2 separate regions of the Athene noctua genome follow, and region 2 is linked to region 1. Evidence: chromatin contacts called from public Hi-C data. All regions are on one chromosome and are shown on one strand. Each heading gives the region's core, a stretch centred on a gene start, on an enhancer-like site or on the middle of the called end of the contact. The rest is flanking DNA. Distances are from core to core; before and after follow the strand shown.

Region 1 (3,872 bases), core at 976-3,475:
CCACCTTGCTGGCTCCCAAAGTCTCCTGTCTGAGCACTAATAGGGATGAGGGACTGCTTGGTACCCATCCCCATTGTGCTTATCCCTGGCCAGGGGAAGGGAGAGGCTGCTGGCCTGCCCACTCCTAGGCAGGGTAGTAGCCAAAACCTGGCCACTGGCAAGAAATGATGCCTCATGCCATCGGGGTGAGGCAGCGAGCGGAAGAACAGGTCGGTCTGCCTGGATCCAGGCATCTTTACTCAGCAGAGCTCTCACACCGTGGCTCCTCTGCCTGCGTCTGGCTTTTTCCAGCTGGTGAGGTGGTTTTGCACCGCTGCTCTTCATCCACATCTGAGTCAGGAATGAGCTGAAATGTATCAAACCTGGCTTTATCCTTCTAACCCAGGTCATCTCTGCTGAGGACGCAGGTGCCTGGATCCTGCAAACAGCAGTTCCAGAACAACTCGCCTGGTGATGCACAGGCCTTTTTGCCTGGGCCCAACCAAAGGCTGTGCCACAGAGAGGGCACCACTGGTGAGCAGATGTGCTGGCTTTGGGCCAGCAGGCATGACTGCAGTCCCAAATATCCAAGCCCAGACCTGCCTGGGCTGGTTAGACTGACCTGAGGGCTTAGGCCAGGGTGTTGTCGGCCCTTCAAGGCATGGGGAGCAGGTTCAGCGGGTCTGGAAACCCTTGGTTCCCATCACCAGGGCTCACGTCCCTCCAGCCTCCCACGCCAGGCGTGGGGGGACAGCTCTGCTCTCTGCAGCCAGGAGAGGCTTGTCCTGTCATGGGTAGGGGGAAAGCTGAGACTGGCTGTTTTGGCCAGTGTTTTGGCTGTGCAGTTGAGTGTGCTCCAGTCTAGTTGTTCAAGACTGAGTGTGGCAGGTTTGTGCAAGAGGAGGTGGACATTTTGAGATGTCAACTCCCAGGTTGACATACTGTCATGTTCAATATCCAGAGAGAGGCATTTGAGGTTTTCCAGCTGCGTTCAAGCAGACGGAAAACATGTATTTGGTCCAAGTGTGGGGTTTCTTTGAGGGAAGGCTCTTGCTATGTCAACTGTGTCTTGATGTGGCTGAATCTTCACCTGTTTTTTGTTACCACTGTGACCAGCAGCCCCCTTGTCTTTACAGCCAGCCAGGATGTGGTGGCAGATCCTGCCAATAAAGCATCACGACAGTCTGCAGCTCTTGTTTTGGTGGACAAATCACTTGGAAAAAAAGAGATGGAAGCAAGTTGTCATGTGTCAGCTGGGAACGGAAACTGATACTCTGGGGCGGCATGTTGAACTTCCTTAATTTTGGGCCCTTTCACTTCTTCCCTCCTTGCAGACAGTGGTTGCTGCTCAGTGGAAGAAGAAGAGTCCACACTCCAAGCCCTGAAACACCCCCTGAACTTTCTCAGAGGCTTCCCAGGCGCCTGGAACTGTGTCTGGGGGGGTGAGTTGTCCCCTGCGGCCACCAGCCACCAGGCTGGCCCTGCCACCTGGTTGCACAGCTACAGCAGAGCGGATTCCCAAAGTGCTCCAGGCTGCTGCTGGCCCCATCACCCCTGGAGATACTGGTGGCCTGTTGTCCTCCCCCATCCTCTCTTGTAGCCCTTCCTGCCCGTGTTGTGGATCTTCCTCTTCTGTCCTGGGCTTTCTGTGAGCTTCACTGCAGGACCCCTGTCTTTCTGTTCGACATGGGGGCAGATTTTCCTTGAAATACTAAAAGGTGTACCTCCCCTTCTAGCCAAGACCAACATCATTTCCTTCTCTTACAGGACAGGATGTCAGAGACCGGTGCTGAAATTTGGGGAAACGTTTCTAACCTGCACAAAACAGGGGATGCTCTTGGTTTGGGTTTGGTTGTTTTCTTTTTTCACCAGGGGTTGCTCTTGATTTGGGTTGTTTGGGGTTGTTTTTCACCCCCCTGAAATGTTTCAGTCGTTTCGGCCAAAATTTCCACTGCTGCCTGTCGGTCTGATCAAGCCAATGTGGGGTGCAGTGAAGCTAGGGTGCCGCAGAACGAGGGGTGCCCCCGGGAGGGCCCCACCACGATCCGGGCTCTGGCGTTGCCGCTTTAAGAGCCCTCTCCGCGGGGCGAGCTTTCGAACCCGCTTCTCTGCCTCGCCATTGGCCGGCGCGGGCGCGCGAGGGCCAGCCGGCGGTTGGAGCGGCCGGCGGGGCGCCCTGATTGGCCGGGGCGGGTGCGCTATAAAATGCGGCCGGGCGCGTGGGCTCCCCTCAGTCGGCCGCGCGAAGGAGCGGCGAGGCGCGCAGGGCGCGGGCGGAAGGCGCGGCACGCCCCCCTCCCCCCCCCTTGCGGCCCCGCTCCTCACGGCCCTGCGTCCCCCTCGCCGCCGTCCCCCATGGAGTTCAAGCTGGAGGCGCACCGCATCGTCAGCATCTCGCTGGGCAAGATCTACAGCGCTCGGGGCCAGCGCGGCGGCCTCAAGCTCCACAAGAACCTCCTGGTGTCGCTGGTGCTGCGCAGCGCCCGGCAGGTCTACCTGAGCGAGCCGGGCTGCCCGCCCGAGCCGCCCCCCGCCGCCTGCGGGCCCCCCGAGGAGGAGCCGCCGCCTTGCGCCGCCACCTGGGCGGCCGGCGACCCGCCGCCCCCGCAGGCCGAGGCGGCAAGGGGCGGCCCGCGGCTGCCCGGCGCGGACTGCGAGGGTCCCCGGCCGCGGCGCTGTTCCTGCGGCTGCAGCTGCTGCTGTTGCGCGGCGGCGGGCGGGGAGGCGAACCGCCCGGACTGCGCCCCCGCCGTCGCGGGGACCGCGACGCCCCCGCCGCCCCACGGCCCTCGGAAGCGGAGCGCCGGTGAGCGGGGCCAGGCGGGTTCCCCGGTGAAGAAGCCCCGCCGCGAGGTGGAGGAGCCGCCGCCCGCGTCGCCGGGCGAGCAGGAGGACATGGAGACCGGCAACGTGGCCAGCCTCATCAGCATCTTCGGCTCCAGCTTCTCGGGACTGCTCACCAAGGAGCCCAAGGGCCGGCGACCGCCGCCCCTTGAGAACGACGGGCTGGCGGCGGCGACGCCCGCCGAGGCGGCGGCCGAGCCGGGACAGATCTGTTGCGACGAGCCGGTGCTGCGGACCCTCAACCCCTGGAGCACGGCCATCGTGGCCTTCTGACGCGCCGACCGCGGAGACTCGCCCTTCGCCGAGGGGAGGGGGGGGCCCGGCGGACAGACGGGCGGCCGGACCGAGAGGTGACCCACCACCCCCTAGCTCCTCCCGCACCCCCGGCCCGGCGGAGGAAGGGCGGGCGCGGGCAGCGCCGCGGGGCTCCGGCGAGTCCCGGCGCCCTGCCCCCCCCGTACGGGAAGGACCGCGGGGCAGCGGCAGCACTTCCCCCTTCCCCGCCCGCCAGCGGCGCCGCGGGTCCCGTCTGCCGGCACCCGCCCAGGGAGCGCCCCCGGCCCGGCCCTCCCGGAATTCCCCTGCCCGGCCGGGCCGCCGCCCGGGGGAAGCTCCCCAGCTGCCGTCGACAGCAGGGGCCCTCCCACCGGGTGATATTTTAAGCTTGGAAAGTATTAAGTTTATTAAATAAAGTCTATTTTGGAAAGGTTTAGGTCAGAACTATTACATGGTGCTTTTTAAAAGTGTTTATGCAGAGAAACGAAGTTTACAGATGCTCTGACGGAAAGTCCTCGAGCCTTTTTGTTAGGCTTGGTAACTCCCGGTCTTTGTTGTATAAAGGCTTGGGGCTCCCGTAGGGATTTTTGTACAGTGTTTTCCTTCGGTGATGTATCTTGTTTTGTATAAAATGTAATTCTACGTGTACAACACGTATTAAATATTTTCAACTGTATGAGCCTAGTCCCTATTTGTGCCCCCTCTTGGCTCGGGGGGAGGAGGAGGAGGGCCGCGGGGAGCCGGGCAGGCAGCAGCCAGGGTGTGGTTGCTGC
Region 2 (3,872 bases), core at 899-3,398, 150 kb before region 1:
AGATATTCACTTATACATCACGGTACATATTTCATGCAATGCATCCAGCAAATAATAAAGATAATATTTATTTCTTAATCTGTCCTCCTCCCCCATGCTGCACGTTATCTCTGAAAGCGTGACAGCATTCAAAGGGCCGAAGCTGCAAAGACCCACCTCACATCTGCTCCCGCTGCAGTCAGTGCCACTGATCGTGGTGGGAGCAGGCTCAGACCCTGAGTGATTTTATCTGGAACGAGCCTGCAAAGGTAATGCATTAAAAAGCTGGTGACCTGCTAAATGTAAGTCAAGCTGTGACATAGCGGTTAGCTCGCACTGAGGTCAGCGCCGAGCAGGTTGCTGAGTGTGAAGTTTCAGATGAAGGGCATTAAAGCTCTATTCATTAAATGGTTTTCTGCAAACATAATTAAGAGATGGTATCAGTGAGCATCACTGCTGCATGCGTCGCTGTCGCTACCGGGTAAATCTCAGCGCGAGCAAGAGTGCTCGCAAATCAGGGGTCCCTGGGCCTGCGACAGGACCCCAATAAATCACCCACAGCAAACAAGCTCTGCTCCTGCAGACGTCGGTAGGAGTGATGCTCCGGGCAGCTGCCTATGGCAGTGGGCAGGAACGGCGCTGCGCCGAGGGGCTGGCAGTTGGGATGCGGTTGGCCCTGGTGTGGGTACAGGAAAAAGCTGAAAACTACATCTGAAGTTTTGTGCTGGAGGTTGGGAGGCTTGAAGGAAAACCCAAATTAATCCCAAACACAGCAAATTCCCAAAATCTGGGAACTGGGGAGGGGCAAGATTAGGGTCACTGGGATACCCGGGGATAACAGAGGGCTGCAGCCCCTGGAGCTCCGCACGGCTCCATTTGGTCTCTCATGCTATAAGGCAGCGGGTACCCAACCCTTCAGTTCCCAGGAGTGTCTGTATTTTGGGGCACCCATGCCCCTGCGCAGGGGGGCTTGCTCTTACACCTGCCCTGGGTTTCCCAGCTCCCCCTTGCCCCGCAGCAGTATGCATGGCACCCTGCTGGTAAGCGTGACAAGCGGTGCAAGAGCAAAGGCATTTGTGATCAGGCAACTTTTGGAGAATTTTCCGTTTGTTTTTTTTCCTTTCTCTTTCCCACCTCCTTTTCCTTTGCGCTGTATTCTCTTTCTTTTCCTTCCCCCTGGCTTTTTGTGGCCTGTCAGCGTAATTTCCCTCCTCCATCAATTCTTACTCATCTTGCGTTTTCTCCTACTCTTCCCTCCCATCTCCATTCTCACTTTCTCTCTTTTCCCTGGCTCACATCTCCCCACCTCCTCACCTCTTCCCCCATGCACACTGCTCTCCCTGCCACACTTCTCCCCACCCCAATCCCATTCCATCCTCTCCCTATCCCCATTCCCATTCCCATCCCCATCCGCTGCCCATCAAATCCCACCCCATCCCATCCCATTCCCCTCCCTATCCCCATTCCCATCCCCATCCCATCCCACCCTATCCTATCCCCATCCCTGACCCATCCAATCCCATTTCCATCCCCATTCCCATCCCATTCCTACCCCCATCACATCCCCATTCCCATCCCCATCCCATCTCCTTCCCCATACCAATCCCATCCCATCTCCGTCCCTATTCCCATTCCCATCCCATCACCACTGCCATCCCCATCCTCTCCCCATCCCATTCCTATTCCCATTGCCATCCTATCCAATCGCATCCCCATCCTCATTCTATTCCCATCCCATTCTCATCCCATTCCCACTCCCATTCCCATTCCCATCCCCATCCCAGCCAGCACCAGAGTTCAGGAATCAAACTGGGGCTGTCCCAGAGCCGCCGTCGCTTATGCAGGGGCTGGGCGGCAGATCCTGAAGGACGAAGGCGGCACGTTTGGGCCCGGACAGACCCCCAGAAGGAGCTGAAAGAGTAAAAGGAGGCGGGGCGCCCCCCGCTGGGGGAGCCCCGCGGCCCTCGCGCCCCCCCGCGCTCCCGGCGGCAGGGGCGGGGCCGCCCGCCCTGAGCCCCGCCCCTGCCCGCCGGGCCCCGCCCCGCCCCGCGCGGCGGTGGGCGGCGGCGGCGGTTGCCGTGGCGATGGCGCCTTGCCGGCGGCCGGTTGGCTGTCGGGCCGGCTGACGGCTGGGAGGTGGCGGCGGGGCGGCGGGACGGGGAAGATGGCGGCGGCGGCGGAGGAGGCGGCGGCGGCGGCGGCGGGGCGGCGCTGAGGAGGCCCGAGGCGGGCTGAGGAGTGGCGGGGCTGGGCGGGCGGGGGCCCATGTGTGGTGGCGGCGGCCCCCCCCCGCCCCCCACTACCGGCGGCGGCGGCGGCCCCTTCGCAGCCAGGCGCCGCTGAGGCGGCTCCGCGGGCGCAGAGCGAGCGCGGCCCCGGCCCCGGCCCCGGCCCGGCGGCGGCAGGATGAAGTTCGCCGAGCACCTCGCGGCGCACATCACCCCCGAGTGGCGGAAGCAGTACATCCAGTATGAGGTAGGGCCGCGCCGCCGCCTCGGCCCGCTCACCCGGCGGGGCTGGGCGTGGGGTGAAGCCGGCCCTGGTCCCCCGTGTCCCCTCGGGCAGGACGGTCGGTGCTCGAGCGGCAGGGGTGTCCTGCGCCGCAAACCGGCCGCTGGCGGCGCGAAGAGGGCGGGGGGGCGGCGAGGCGGCTCCCCTGCCCGGCGGCGGTGTCTGGCGGCCGGCGGCTTCCCGCTTGTTTTCTCGGCGAGAGGACGGTGTGAAAGCGGTGTTCCTCCATGGCGGGGAGAGAGGGCACGGCTCTGGCCACCCCCCGAAGCTGGGGGACCGCTCGGAGTCAAAGCGCTGGGCGGCCGGTTAATTAATGAATTGTTGCCTGTAACCTTTCGGTGTGGGACAAAGGTCAGGAGAGATGGGGAGGCGGCGGGAGCGCAGCCGGGGGCTGTGCGGTGCCCAGCTCCCGGGCATCCCTGGGCCCGGCCCGGCCGCAGCCCCGCTGCCGGGAGCAGGCGTCTTTCAGCACCACCGCCAGTTCTCCGCACAGGCGGGCAGAGGAGGGGTGACTTTGAGAGGCGGCTCTCAGCCTCCGTCTGCGGCTCCCGAGGGCGAGCCCGGCGGGCGAGCTGCCTGGGCAGCACCCACCACCTTCTAGCCGGAGGCCGAGCCTTCACCCCCTGCAAGCGTGAAAGGCCACAGCCGCCTTTGGGAACGCTGACAGCTTACCGGAGTGACTCAACACAGGGCAGTGAACCCGGCATCGATTGCCTTTTTTTTTTTTTTTTTTTTTGAAATAAGGCTAGCGAGGCTTTGCATCTCGCTATTTCATACTTGATTTCAGGTGAACCTCTTGAATCTTGACATTTGTAAACACTGTTTGCACAAAGTTCTGCCGCATTAATCACGAAATACTTGCAGAATATAGCTTTTCAGTCTTGTGCCAGCTTTCAAAAGGTCTCACTGATTGCTTAGTTTCAGATTTATCATAGTGATGCTTGTCTTCAGTTTAACTAGATAAAGCTCAAGGTGGTTATTTGTAGTAAAACCGTTTCCTAGTTCAGCATTAGCTGTAGAAGTGGTTCTTGCCAGTGATGTCAGTCTTTTCCACAAGTATAATTAAACCTAAACAATGGAAAGCTGATTATAGGAGAGCCATGGTCAGCAAAACTTCTTGACTGATTGAGTCAGTCAAAACCATACAATATTTGTTACCATTTGAAGGCCTGTGTTTTCTCTCTAGCACTATAATAGCAATTTATTTCTAGTATCCCTGTTAACCTGTCTGCATTTGCAAGGAAAATCACATTTATCATAGCTGGTTTTGTTATAATGTTGAATTTGAAAAGTTTATATCTGCCTTTTTGACCATTCCTTTGTTTTCCTTTACCTGACTGCAAAGGAATGGTTGTTTAAATAAAAACTGCAGTTGGGTTGGG

The links. A called contact is a pair of places that touch in the nucleus more often than the background predicts.
Region 2: a Hi-C map of liver shows a contact between it and region 1, with 5 times the contacts expected there. The contact joins the promoter of XPR1 here to the promoter of IER5 in region 1. A contact is called at or near these places in 2 of 2 Hi-C or Micro-C datasets (heart and liver).

What each region holds. Positions count from the first base shown.
Region 1 is chr5:31,041,868-31,045,739 of bAthNoc1.hap1.1, reverse strand. IER5 (immediate early response 5) reads left to right here and starts at 2,225. Exons shown (of 1, transcript XM_074908276.1): 1 at 2,225-3,775. The coding sequence starts at 2,335. The coding sequence ends at 3,096.
Region 2 is chr5:31,191,101-31,194,972 of bAthNoc1.hap1.1, reverse strand. XPR1 (xenotropic and polytropic retrovirus receptor 1) reads left to right here and starts at 2,148. Exons shown (of 14, transcript XM_074906935.1): 1 at 2,148-2,454. The coding sequence starts at 2,386.